2 separate regions of the Pan troglodytes genome follow, and region 1 is linked to region 2. The links are chromatin contacts, called in public Hi-C maps. All regions are on one chromosome and are shown on one strand. Each heading gives the region's core, a stretch centred on a gene start, on an enhancer-like site or on the middle of the called end of the contact. The rest is flanking DNA. Distances are from core to core; before and after follow the strand shown.

The links. A called contact is a pair of places that touch in the nucleus more often than the background predicts.
Region 1: a contact with region 2 is called in a Hi-C map of stem cell-derived neural progenitor cells, with 6 times the contacts expected there. The contact joins the promoter of CCDC28A here to the enhancer-like site in region 2. A contact is called at or near these places in 4 of 7 Hi-C or Micro-C datasets (blood, induced pluripotent stem cells and stem cell-derived neural progenitor cells) and 1 of 1 datasets of contacts at active chromatin or transcription factors (stem cell-derived excitatory neurons).

Annotation. Positions count from the first base shown.
Region 1 is chr5:150,622,008-150,628,160 of NHGRI_mPanTro3-v2.0_pri, forward strand. It overlaps CCDC28A (coiled-coil domain containing 28A), which reads left to right and starts at 3,887. Exons shown (of 6, transcript XM_001171714.6): 1 at 3,887-4,391. The coding sequence starts at 4,164. It overlaps LOC104007004 (a long non-coding RNA gene), which reads right to left and starts at 4,003. Exons shown (of 5, transcript XR_008548677.1): 1 at 3,697-4,003.
Region 2 is chr5:150,273,225-150,279,133 of NHGRI_mPanTro3-v2.0_pri, forward strand. It overlaps NHSL1 (NHS like 1), which reads right to left. Exons shown (of 8, transcript XM_009452091.5): 6 at 4,722-5,909; 7 at 4,041-4,173. Among named protein-coding and RNA genes, the nearest start is that of HEBP2, 24 kb to the left of the region's middle. Within about 2 kb of position 3,732, at least 5 of the 24 cell types and tissues checked have an H3K27ac peak or open chromatin away from gene starts, as enhancers often do. A contact at or near this core is called in stem cell-derived neural progenitor cells, where this site is marked.

The sequences.
Region 1 (6,153 bases), core at 2,637-5,136, 350 kb after region 2:
CAGGCACTGAGAGTATCCATTTGCTTTGAGATACCTGCCTTCCCCTTTAGAGCAGCAGTCCCCAGTCTTTTTTGGCACCAGGGACCAGTTTTGTGGAAGACAATCTTTCCATGGATGGGGCGGGGTGGGGGTTGGGGATGAAACTGAAACTGTTCCACCTGAGATCATCAGGCTTTCGTTAGATTCTCATAAGGACCACCGCCCACCTAGATCCCTTGCATGCGCAGTTCACATTAGGGCTCAGGCTCCTATGAGAATCTCATGCCACTGCTGATCTGACAGTAGGTGGGAGCTCAGGTGGTAGGTAATGCTCCCTCACTGGCCGCTCACCTCCTGCTGTGTGGCCCAGTTCCTAACAGGCCACGGACTAGTTCCAGTCTACAGCTGGAGGCTGGGGACTCCTGCTTTCATAGCGCCCTAACTTTCTGAAGGGAAAGGACAATGCATGTTTGTAGCTCAACTAATGAGGCTGTACAAGAGAGGCTTCTAAACCCATTCATCACCTGAGGACCTTACAGAAAGAGAGGTTCCTGACTCAAGTAAAATGTGAAAAAAGTTATGACACTTCTGATTCGAATGGAAATTTGAATACTTACTGAATATTTAATAACATTAATCATTCATTGCTGCTTAGGAATCATAAAGGCATTGTGGTGAAGTCTTTAAAAGTTTTAATCTTTTAGCAATCTATATTAAAATATTAGGGATTAAATTATATCTGAGATTTACTTCAACATAATACTAGAGACTGAAAAATGTCAGAAGAGGGGCTTTTTTTTTTACAGGTTTCATCTGAATACATATTTATCAGATCAATATTACAGGTTATCACATTATCTACTACATACAGCTTTGCAAGACAGAAATCACAGTTTTCTGGCCAAGGTATGAAATGATTGCATTGTATATACAATGTACAAAGACAATGACAGTTTCTGGGTGATTTACTTCTAGCTGCACTTGTGGGTGCGTTTACATGTGTCCATGTGAATCACCTGAGATTATGATATCAAAAATTTATAAGTATAAATTCGGTTATAATTTTCTTCTCAAATGCCTGTTTCTTTTCTTATCCTCATAGCACCCTAAAAAATAACATAACAAAAATTCCATTCCATAAAGGATCAGGGTCAACATCACTGATAACAGCTATAATCGACATCATTGGCCAGCGGTTAATGGCTGGATGAGGGATTCATTATAGTCTTCTGTCTTCCTCAGTATATGTTTGAAATTTTCCATAAGACAAATTTTTTTTTAAATAGAGATTTCTGGGCCCCCAGCAGATTTTTCTCTCAATGGATCTCCACTGCCACTACTAGGAAATTCGCCAGCAGTATTCCTCCTTACCTACCCATGCTATACAATGTATGAGTACTGGGAGGCAGAGGAAGGGTCTTGTTAATCAAAGCTCCCATCCTCTAAATATAATCCTCAGGAAGAAAGTATATGATTGGAGTAATTTACACAAGGTCTGCATTTAACAGTTAATCCAAAGAATGGATGCTTACAGTTTAAAGGAATTAAAGGAAAATCTAGAAAATCTGAAAGATCATTTCTCTCAGGGAGGAACTCTAGATTTTAGATTAAAGAAATCACACTTGAAATTGTACCTCTACAACAACTCTACCTTGCGTCACTCTGTCCCTAGCCCAGTACAATTCACCACACTAACCCTCTGCTTCCTCAAACATGTTAAAGTTCATTTTGCCTAATGGCCTGCATTTTAGCCGTATGTTCTATTCAAGAATGCTTCTTTTCTTCTCCTTCTCCTTCTTATTTATTTTTTTATTTTTTTGAGACAGGGTCTCATTTTGTAACCCAGGCTGGAGCACAGTGACATGATCATGGCTCACTGCAGCCTTGACCTCCTGGGTTCAGGTGATCCTCCCACCTCAGCCACCCAAGCAGCTGGGACTACAGGCCTGCATCACCATGCCCAGCTAATTTTTGTATTTCTTGTAAAGACAGGGTTTTGCTATGTTGCCCAGGCTGGTCTCCAGCTCTTAGGTTCAAGCTATTTGTCTGCCTCAGCCTCCCAAAGTGCGGGATTACAGGCAAAAGCCACCGTGCCTGGCACTCAAGGACTCATTTTCTTCAGATCATTCCATGGCTGGCTCATGCACTTTATTCATATCTCTACCTCAAAGCTGCATTTTCGGGAAGGCCTTCCCTGATACTTCTCCTTCAGTACAAACTACTTTTGACCTTAAGCTGTTATTTCAGGACTCTCATCTGACTAAATGAAACTATTTTATTTGCATACTAATTTATTGTCAGTCTCTTATATCGGGAATATAAGATCTCTGACTATAAAGCTCTTGTACCTTTTGTTGATAGATGCATCCTGACCTCCTATCACAGGGTGTGGCTAAAATAGGGACTTAAAATAAGTATTCAAAACCTGAATACCTATTTCTGAATACCTGAAACATGTACATTTAGAAGGGTACTTTCCTGTGTCCCTACATCATGTTGGAGGTTGTAAACACAAATGCTACAGGGCTCAGATGGGTACTAAAGACAAAGAAAAACTAGATATTACTTGAACTGAGGTAAAGGAGGCAGATGCTTTCCAGCTTGAACCATTGTTGCCAGGCTACAATGCACATCTAACGTAGTCAGATCTTCCCGTTAATTGATGGGATGCCACATTGTTTTTATTCTTTCAATTTTAGCTGTTAGCAACCAATTTGAAAAAAAAAAATTGCATGTGAATCACCAGTTGCAAGCTCTGTTCATACAAATAAGACAATTCGACATTAATTAAAAGGAGAAACTGGGAAAAGATATTGAGCAGACTGTACAGTAGTGTTTGTAATGGTGAAAAATGGGAAACAACCTAAACATCCATCACTATGGGAATTCCCAAATAATTTGTGACAAATCTATTTGATAAAGTCTAGCTATATTTATCAATGTGGATAGCTCTCAAAAACACAGAATTTGGTGAAAAAATCAAGTTGCAGATCAATACACAAAATATAATAGCATTCATGTAAAACTTCAAATGCCCCAAACCATTCTACATATTGTTTATAATACATAGTAATAGTTTAAATATAGAAACCTAGATTGGCAAGATACATATCAAATTCATGATCCTGGTTGCCTCTCTGAGGGTGGTAGTAGAATGGGACTGAGAATAGGGAACACCTTCTTTATCTGTAATGCTCCATTTCTTTCATTCATAAATCTGTTCGTTCTGGATAGTGGGTGCGTTGTTTATTCTGTGCTTTTTTTTTTTTAAACATTTCAATAGTTTTTTTTTGTTTTTTTTTTTTTTAAATGGCGGGTGGCGGAAAAACATCCTATCCTAGAAGCCAAGAGACTGGGGTTGTCTTTGCTCTGCCTTTTCTGGCATGGATACAATCTCTAGATATGGTTTCCCCATTAGCTAATGCGGGGGGTGCTATGTGGTGTTCCTCCAGAGTCCCTTCAATCTAAGGACCTGTGAATCTAAAACCTTCCCACCTCCCACTCCCACACCGGGAAGGCTACCCAGACCAGGCAATGAAACGTGCATTTCTTCCCTCATTTAAGATAGATCTCTTTCTCTCAGCCTGCAATTCCTTCTCCAGAGGCTTTAAGTATAGTGGAAGTAGAACTATCTTTGACGACAGAGAGACACCTGCATCAATTAGCCTTTCTGAGCCTCAAATTCCCCATTTGTAAAACAGAGAGTATAACACCTACCCATAAAATTGTAGAGAGGTTTAGATACACCGTTATGTGTAGGGCCCGAACAGAGTAGCTATTAATAGTGGTAACAGACTCTCAATTAGGGGCTCAACATCATGGTCGCTGAACAGAATCACGGTCGCTGAACAGAATCACACTCTTCACGCCGCCTTGGAGCCAAAGTTAGTTTAGCCGCGAGAAGTCCGGGCAGCCAATCGGAAACAACCAAGGAACAGTTGCATGGCGACACTCTGGTTCCGCCTTCGGGCATGCTCGAACAGCATTCTGGGAATTGTAGTTCGGGGGGGGATCTAACGCTCACCGAGGGGCGGAGTAGCTTCCGGAAAGGGTACTGCATTTCCCGTTTCTACCTCCACTGCACCCGCTTATTGCGTCTTGCTCCTGGGTCACAGAGCCTAAAACGACACACCCAACACGCCCGCCGGAGTTACAGCTAAAGGAAGGACAGGGGAAGCAATGAAATGCCGAGGGCGGAGCCAAGAGCGACACTGGGGGAGCAGGAAAAGGCGAGGCTTCCGCTTGGGGCATGGAGGCTGTGCCTCTTACGTCACTTCCGTAAACAAACGGAGCTGCGGAGGAGCGGGTCCCGGGATGTGACCGGGGCTCTACTTGTGGCTGCGGCGGTGGCTTCTGAGGCTGTCGGGTCTTTGCGGGTTGCGGAAGGGGGCCCCAATACCCTTCTTCTTCAGGTATGTAGTGGAAGCAAAGGAACCTCCGCAACCTGCCCCTTTAGGCCCTTCCCACCACTCTGGTCACTGCTGGGTACTGGGCGGTGAAGGGTCATCGCTTCGGTAGATTGGGGAAGGGGAATGAGGTGATGTCAGGAGGTATGCCCAGTGGTACTGCTTGGAGGCAAGACCTGGCACTTAAAACCACTGTGTGAATAAGTAACTATGAGCAGTTTACTTATTATGCCTTCTCTAAAACATTATTTGCTGTTTGATATACAGGAAGGGTTTCAGTGCTCTTGTGACAGATGTAATTTTCCAAAAACGAGGAAATCGCGAGTGCTGGTTCCGCAGAATATTGTGGTTTAGACCACCACTGGTTTATTTGCATTGCTTTACTTCCTAGGTTTTTTTTTCTTGTACCACCAAGTGTGTATTAGCATCGTTAAATTTCAGGCCAGCGTGTTTATGCGCATCATACATTTTTACAGATCCTTGCCTCTTCAGAGAACTAATCGTCTCTATTCAGTCATCTTTCAAACTCTCATTTAATTTGTGTTGCATGTTGAAACAACACCAGAATTATTGTTCTGTTACAAAAAATGCTTCTTAAAAGAAAAATTGTTTGCCAAGGTTTAAGTGGATTGACACCCAGTGGTATCTGGGATTAGAGACTGGGCATTGGAGCCTTTCCCAGAAAGACTCTTCTTTGGCAGTATTGTAGCTCCAGTTGTAATTGTCTAGCGTCAGCCAATTTAAGCTCAGTGGTTTAAATTCCAGTGCCAGTGGCACTAAGTCCAGGCAAAAGGAAAAAGAAAAATTTATTGAATTCATCAAATAATTATTTTAAGCGACAGCAATGGGTTTGAATCTTTTTGAATGGTCATGGCATGCCTAAATTAAACATAGCATGCCAAAAACGGCCTAATGTTTCTAGAAGGCAATTTACAACCTGATGAGGTAGATAGCCATATAAATTCATCTTATGATATATGAAATAATGAAGTTAAGAAAAATTTAACACTATGCACAAATAAAGTATGGAAGGGTTTTTTTTGTTTTGTTTTGTTTTGTTTTTGAGATGGAGTCTCGCTCTGTCGCAGTGGCACCATCTCGGCTCAGGGCAAGCTCCGCCTCCCGGGTTCACGCCATTGTCCTGCCTCAGCCTCCTGAGTAGCTGGGACTACAGGCGCCGGCCACCACTCCCGGCTAATTTTTTGTATTTTTAGTAGAGACGGGGTTTCACCGTGTTAGCCAGGATGGTCTCGATCTCCTGACCTCGTGATCCGCCCGCCTTGGCCTTCCAAAGTGCTGGGATTACAGGCGTGAGCCCGGCCGGAACGGTATTTTTTAAATAGATGGATGTTAGAAAATAGAGCGGATTAATAGATAAAGTAAGGGGATTGTGTAGGGATAACTAGGAGGCCTTACACCTATTCCCCATGGAAGGGCCGTCTGTAACTTCACATTGTTAACTTTTTTGATATGGGCAAAACTAAATATATATCATAAAATTCACGTTTGTTTGGAAATGGTTAGAGAAAGTATATTCAAAATAGGCAACGAACAAGTTTGATTTTCTAGAACTTCACTTATCACCAAGCTAGAATCATTATTAGCCCTAGCTAGAAACTGAGTTTCTGTTTAGTAGTTGAAGTAAGGCTTCTAGTTGATTTTTAAAATGCTAGTAAAATCCCTATGACAATTATACATCTGTTTGAATCTACTTGGTTCTTCTTAAGCATACATTTTGGAAGAAAGACCTAAAGGCCACCTGAAGCTT
Region 2 (5,909 bases), core at 2,482-4,981:
GCTTCCTTTTCTTGTTCCATGCCAGAATATCCCCTGTACTAAGATGTACCCCACTCCAGGTCCTAGAACAACTCCTCAGCTTCACATTCTCAGTTATTCTAGAAGTTGCCATCAGACCAGTCTTCCTCAGCTCTTCCAGGACCATGTGCCAACTTCTAAAATCCAGCCTTCCAGAAAACAAAAGCGAACTCTCCATGCCAGACCCTGCTTCATGATCGACTCAGCAAACCTTGCACTGATCAAGAAAATGTGAGGGGTGGGGTGGGGTGGGGAAGACGAAGGGGCAATCAAAGAAAGCTGAAGGTTTCCTGTAGGTATTTCTTGTCCTGAGTCTCTGAGAACCTCACTGTTCAATGTGCTTTCCACTGCCAGTGACAAAGAGATGATAAAGCCAGTGAGCCAAGTGGCCCCTTGCTGGTCTCTTCATGACAACAACTCAGTCTGTGTCTCTTAGCTAAGTGCAGGAGAACTTGCTTTAAGGAAACTCAACACAGTTAATAGAATAAAGACGTGGGTATATCTCTTTTCCTGCTATAAAATTGTAGAATATGCAGCAGGGAAAGGTTGAGAGTATGATATCTGTACACACAGATTAAGAGTTGAAACCAGACTCTTCCCACCTCTTGCTGTGTGACCTGGGACAAATTACCCATGCATGCCATGCCTCCTCACTTATAAGATACCAACCTCACAGGTTTGTGAAGATTAAGTGAAATAAAGAAGCTAGCTACATAACTCCCACTGCTAAAGCTTCCTTGTTCTGTCACCTTGGACAAGTTAACATTTCTGACTGTGTATTTTTCCTATCACAAAAAGGGGAATAACAGTATATAGGTCACAGTTTGTCAGTACACATGAATGCAGTGATAGCCATAATTGGTCAGGCATAGAGCAGGTGCTTAACAAACCTTTGAATGTCACATAGAAAATGGATTTAGTTTTTACGTGGCTTACACAGCAAGACAGAGGGCAGCATGGGCCCATGCTGGCTGCCCTGGGCTTGGTGTTCCTGGCGTCATCGCCATTCTTCTGGTCAAAAAGATGCCACTAAAGCAGAGGCTGGGAAATGGTAAGGACCCAATACAGGGTCTGAAGGGTGGCCAGAGTGGACAGGGCACCAGACTCTTTGGGACTGCAGAACATGGCCTACCATACAGGTTTCATGGTCCCACTCAGTAGTTAACAAGAGCAGTCTGCCCTGATAAGAGTTAGGACCGGCTGACAAAACTACAGACATCCTAACATCTCGAAACTGTAGAGCTAGAAAAGACGTTAGAAATGGTCTAGTCCAACCACTTTGGGTTTCAGAAAAGGTAACTGAGAAAAGGTAACTTGTTAGTATGACAACTAGGACTTGAGCTTATAGCACATGGCCTCACCACTTACATGGTCTACTCCCCAAAGCAGCTCTGCTCATTTCATTCTTTTAGGTATTGGCTGGTGACTTAATTTGTAATTTAGATTTTAAACGGTGAGAGTATGCTGAGATCCATTAAACAAGTCACAACTAAACTTGAGTAAAACTATGACCTTTAATTGTAGACATAGAATTAAGAAAGAAGATGGGGTGACCAGCCTGAGCAACATGGTGAAACCATGTCTCTACTACAAATACGAAAATTAGCCGGGCATGGTGGCACACGCCTATAATCCCAGCTACTTGGGATGCTGAAGCAAGAGAATCATTCGAATCTGGGAGGCAGAGGTTGCAGTGATCCAAGATCGCGCCACTGCACTCCAGCCTGGGTGACAGAGTGAGTGAGACTCTGTATCAAAAAGAAAAAAAAAAAAGGAAGAAAGATGGGATTTTATGAAAGCACTGTCATCTCTCAAGAGCAGGTGCCCACTAAAATAATTAAATCTAAATGTACAAATTCTTTGCATATACATACACAACACACACACACGAATATGTATTTTTAATGAAGACAGCTATAAAAAGTGCTTAAACAGTTAACACTGATTTTAAAACTAATTACTTCAATAAATATAAAAACTTCACACCTCAACTGGTGTTCTACATTTTCCATCTGGCTTTAAATCTGAAGCGAATTAATTTGCATTATAAAATTTGGAAGCTGTATTTCAACTTAGATATTCTTTATTTTAAATTATGAGCTTAAGCGCTGAAGGACATAAAAATAAAGCCCTAAAAAAGCACAGACAGTAGATGGATTTTTACTATGTCTGCTAATTTATTCTCAACGCTACAACAGAAATTAGCATATGTCCTCACTCTCTCTCTGCAATCCATTCCTAAGGCCTACTTGGCTTTCACTTCTCTCATACGTGCACTGAATAACACCAACTGACCGATTTCTACATCTGCAGTCAATGTAACGTCCTAGTAAGAGAAACAACACATTTTTCGATGCCTTAAGAAGGTTGCCAAAATATAGAAGAGGCCTTTGGCATATTTTTGGGGAAAAAATACGCAGTAATTTGGACCCACAACAGTTGGGTTTCCTCACTGGAACCAAGTATCTAGTACACAGAACAACCAGGCTACGCAAATCTTCTCTGTGGATGGCTATTATAAATAGACAGATATGCCCGTATATTTAGCAACCCAGTGCATTCCATACTAAATGAAATACTCTGAGTCTTGGAAGAATCTTCTAATGGTTAAATACCAGTTGGTTTCATTTAATTCAGGAAATATTTATTGAGTGCTTCTTATGTGTCTAGCGTGGTTAAGAGTTAGAAACATCTATGGGAACTTCTAGAATCACCACTGAAGTTTCAAAGGATGCATCATTTATCATTTCTCTGTTTTGAGAAATAATTGGACAACCAGCTACCTTTTCACTTCTAATGAGATTGAAGAAACCAGTCCATGTTAAAAGGGGCAGTCTTTAGGATCTATTATACCAACACTAGAGGAGCGACGTAAAGAGCATAATTCTTGACAAGAACATTAATTCACCGGCTTCGTTCCCCCCACACCAAGTTAGATGTTAATGTGTTGCATGAAGAGTTTCAGGTAGGTACAGCACTATGTTTTTCATCTTATGCAACAGTCTTTTCAGGGAGAGTCCAAGAATTGGGAAAGCAGTGCTGACATAAGATCATTCACACACAGAATCAAATGATTCTACAGGATGCTTTGTTTCAGGAGGTTAAAAAAAAAGAAAGGATCTTCATTCAGGGCAAAATAAGGCCTTGGCAGCATAAGGACATTCATTAGAGTTACCTGGAAATACCGTGGTAGAGAAGTCTAGAAGGAAGCAAAAGGTTTATACAGCATTACGGCTTAACGTAGTTGCACATATACAGTCATCAGCTTTTACAATGACACTGTGTGGGAGTACTCAGCTGTTTCCAATCAGAAAAGTGATGCAGTAAGTAAAACTTTAGTGCTAAATCATATTTACTCTTAAAGGTGACCACATATAAAAAGTGTAACAGTTCAGACCATTACTGTGAAAATTTTACCCTTTTTGTTTGTTTTTAAACCCAACGATTTCTGATGCCAGTAGATGGCACTAGTGGTATATTAACAAGCATAAATCATTCTTTTGCTCCCGCTTAAAGGGCCGTACTCTTTTATAGAAACACTTAAGCAGCCAAAGAAATTGCTCTATATAATCGTGGTTTTTCTGTAAAATGAAAAAAATTAGAATAAACTAAAACATCTTTAGGAAGAGAGTCCCATGGAGCTAGTCTGTGCATCCTAAGTCCACAGAACATAGCATTCCTCCTCCTGACTGCACTGTCAGTCACTTTAATCCGACTCTTGCTAATATACTCTGTCTTATGACTGCCACACTGCGCTCCTTGCCAGGAAGAGCAGCGCCTACCAGAACGTATCACATTGAGCCACTGTCCCCAATGTCATAAAAATCAGTGAGACAAAGTAAAACAGAAATTGGAGCCAGAGGAAATAAAACTGTAGAAACCCACTAAAAAATCAACAGTAAAGTTAAGGAGTTATGATTGGGTGACAGAAGAAACCTCAAGGAAGAAAAGTAAATTGAGGTGCTGCTTGGAAAGAAGGAATTACACAGTAGATTAAAGTCAGAGGAAGGAGTTTGAAATACCTGTGAATAGCTGCAAAAAGGTCTTCTGTGGTCCTGGGTCGACTGGGGGTCATTACCTCATCACTCCCGTCTTCCTTGAGGAAGTCACAGGCCTCTGAGGATGAACCGGCTGCGTTGGTCTCCGGCACCCCAGCTACAGAAAGCAGGCAGGCACACAAGACGCACAAGTGACTGGAATTTCAGTCCTCAGCCAAGCTTCTAAATATGCTGCTTCCCTGCCATTCCCGACAATGTGAGAACCACAGGGAGATGCCGTGGGTCTGTAGTTTGATAGTTTACAAAGAAGGGAGGAAATGACACTAGCCTGAGAGCCAGAGCTCATTCTTTGTTAAAGTATGGAACGCCCATGGCATCTCTCTTAAATTTTGTTGCAACATTTCTTTGCGCGGCTCTTCGGAAGGGAGATGTTACCCATTGCTATTTAATACCCAGCCTGCTGCAGATCATCTCCATCCCCCTATTTTCTGCCATGCCTTTAGGTCTAGATTTTAAAAATAATAACAAAATGCAAAGTTGGTAACTTAATCTGTGTTTTAACACAGGAAGCCTACATACTGCTAGCTTTAACAGGAATCTGATCTACCTGGGTTCTTTCCACGTGTGAGCATTCAACAACCCTATCTGGTTCAGCTGCATATGGGCAGAGGGCACAGGAGAGAGAAGCCAGGAAGCCAGACTCACCTGCTCCGTCCTGTTGAGATAGGCAGCTCTCCCCATCGCCCCCAGTATCCGCACTGTTCTCGGCTGGCTCCTCCTGCTTGGGGGCTGGTGAGACATCGGGCTGAACCATGGGGACATTGGCTTCCACTCTGCCGGGAGACATGGATCCTGCAGCTCCTCCCTCAAGAACCGAGGTGCCAGGGTGCGTGGCATGAGAGCCAGCTTGGGCTGCAGAACTCTCTTTTGCCTCCCTGCTGTGCACAGAGCCCTCCTCTCCCGTCGTGGGGCTGGGCACAGCTTGGAGGGCTTTGTTCACGTTCTCTGCGGGCTCCACTGCAAAATCTTTCTGCGGAGGTGGTACCACCAGGAACAGTTTGGGCTTCTTGGAAATGGGGGGTGGCTTCCTGCTGGGTGAAGAGTCTGGGAGTGGGGTGGTGCTGGGGCTGGGCCGAGCCTCTGCCTCCCCAGCGCTTGGAGCTCCAGGGCTGCGGCTCACAGGGCCACCACGCTCAGCCGCACTGCCATGGTCACCCTGACTCGAGCTCTTGGCAGGCGTCAGAAGCGAGCTTGTCACAGAGGCAGGCTGGCTTTCACTCTCCATTTCATTTGTGCTATTTCGGGATTTCAGGAAAGCAGATGGCTTTAAGTGGTACTGTGGAGCAACTGGAGTTCGTTGTTCCTGAGCTGTTCGTTCAGACAACTGTGCCGCCTCAGCGCCTGAGTTCTTTCTCACGGGCCTCAACTGCACCATCTGCAATGCTTCCGTGGTTATCAGGGGCATGGGGGGCCTGCTGGTCTCCTCCTTGGTAGAAGGCGGCCTCAAGGATCCCCGGGAGGATTCTGGCTGGCCAGAATTTGTGAAAGGCGGCCTGGTGTCTTTCATGAATTTGGGGTCAAGAGGTGGGGCAGGTGGGGGTTCCGAGGAAGGTAAGAGAGGTGGGGGCAATGGCAAGGACACAGGTGAATCTGGAAGAATGGGGCTCAGTGCAGGGCGGGGAGGAGAAAGGCACCAATCAGGTGGGGAGCAGAAAGGAATGAGAGCTTCTGGCGGCGGAGGGGGGAACACAGGAGAGTGAGGCAGAGGAGAGCCCTGGGAGCAATCTGTGACAGGAGGTGGGGGAGGAAGGAAAGGAGACCTGTCTGCAGGACAAGGGAATGGAGGAGAGGGAACAGGAGGAGGAGGAGGAGGAGCCGGGGGAGAGCCCACGG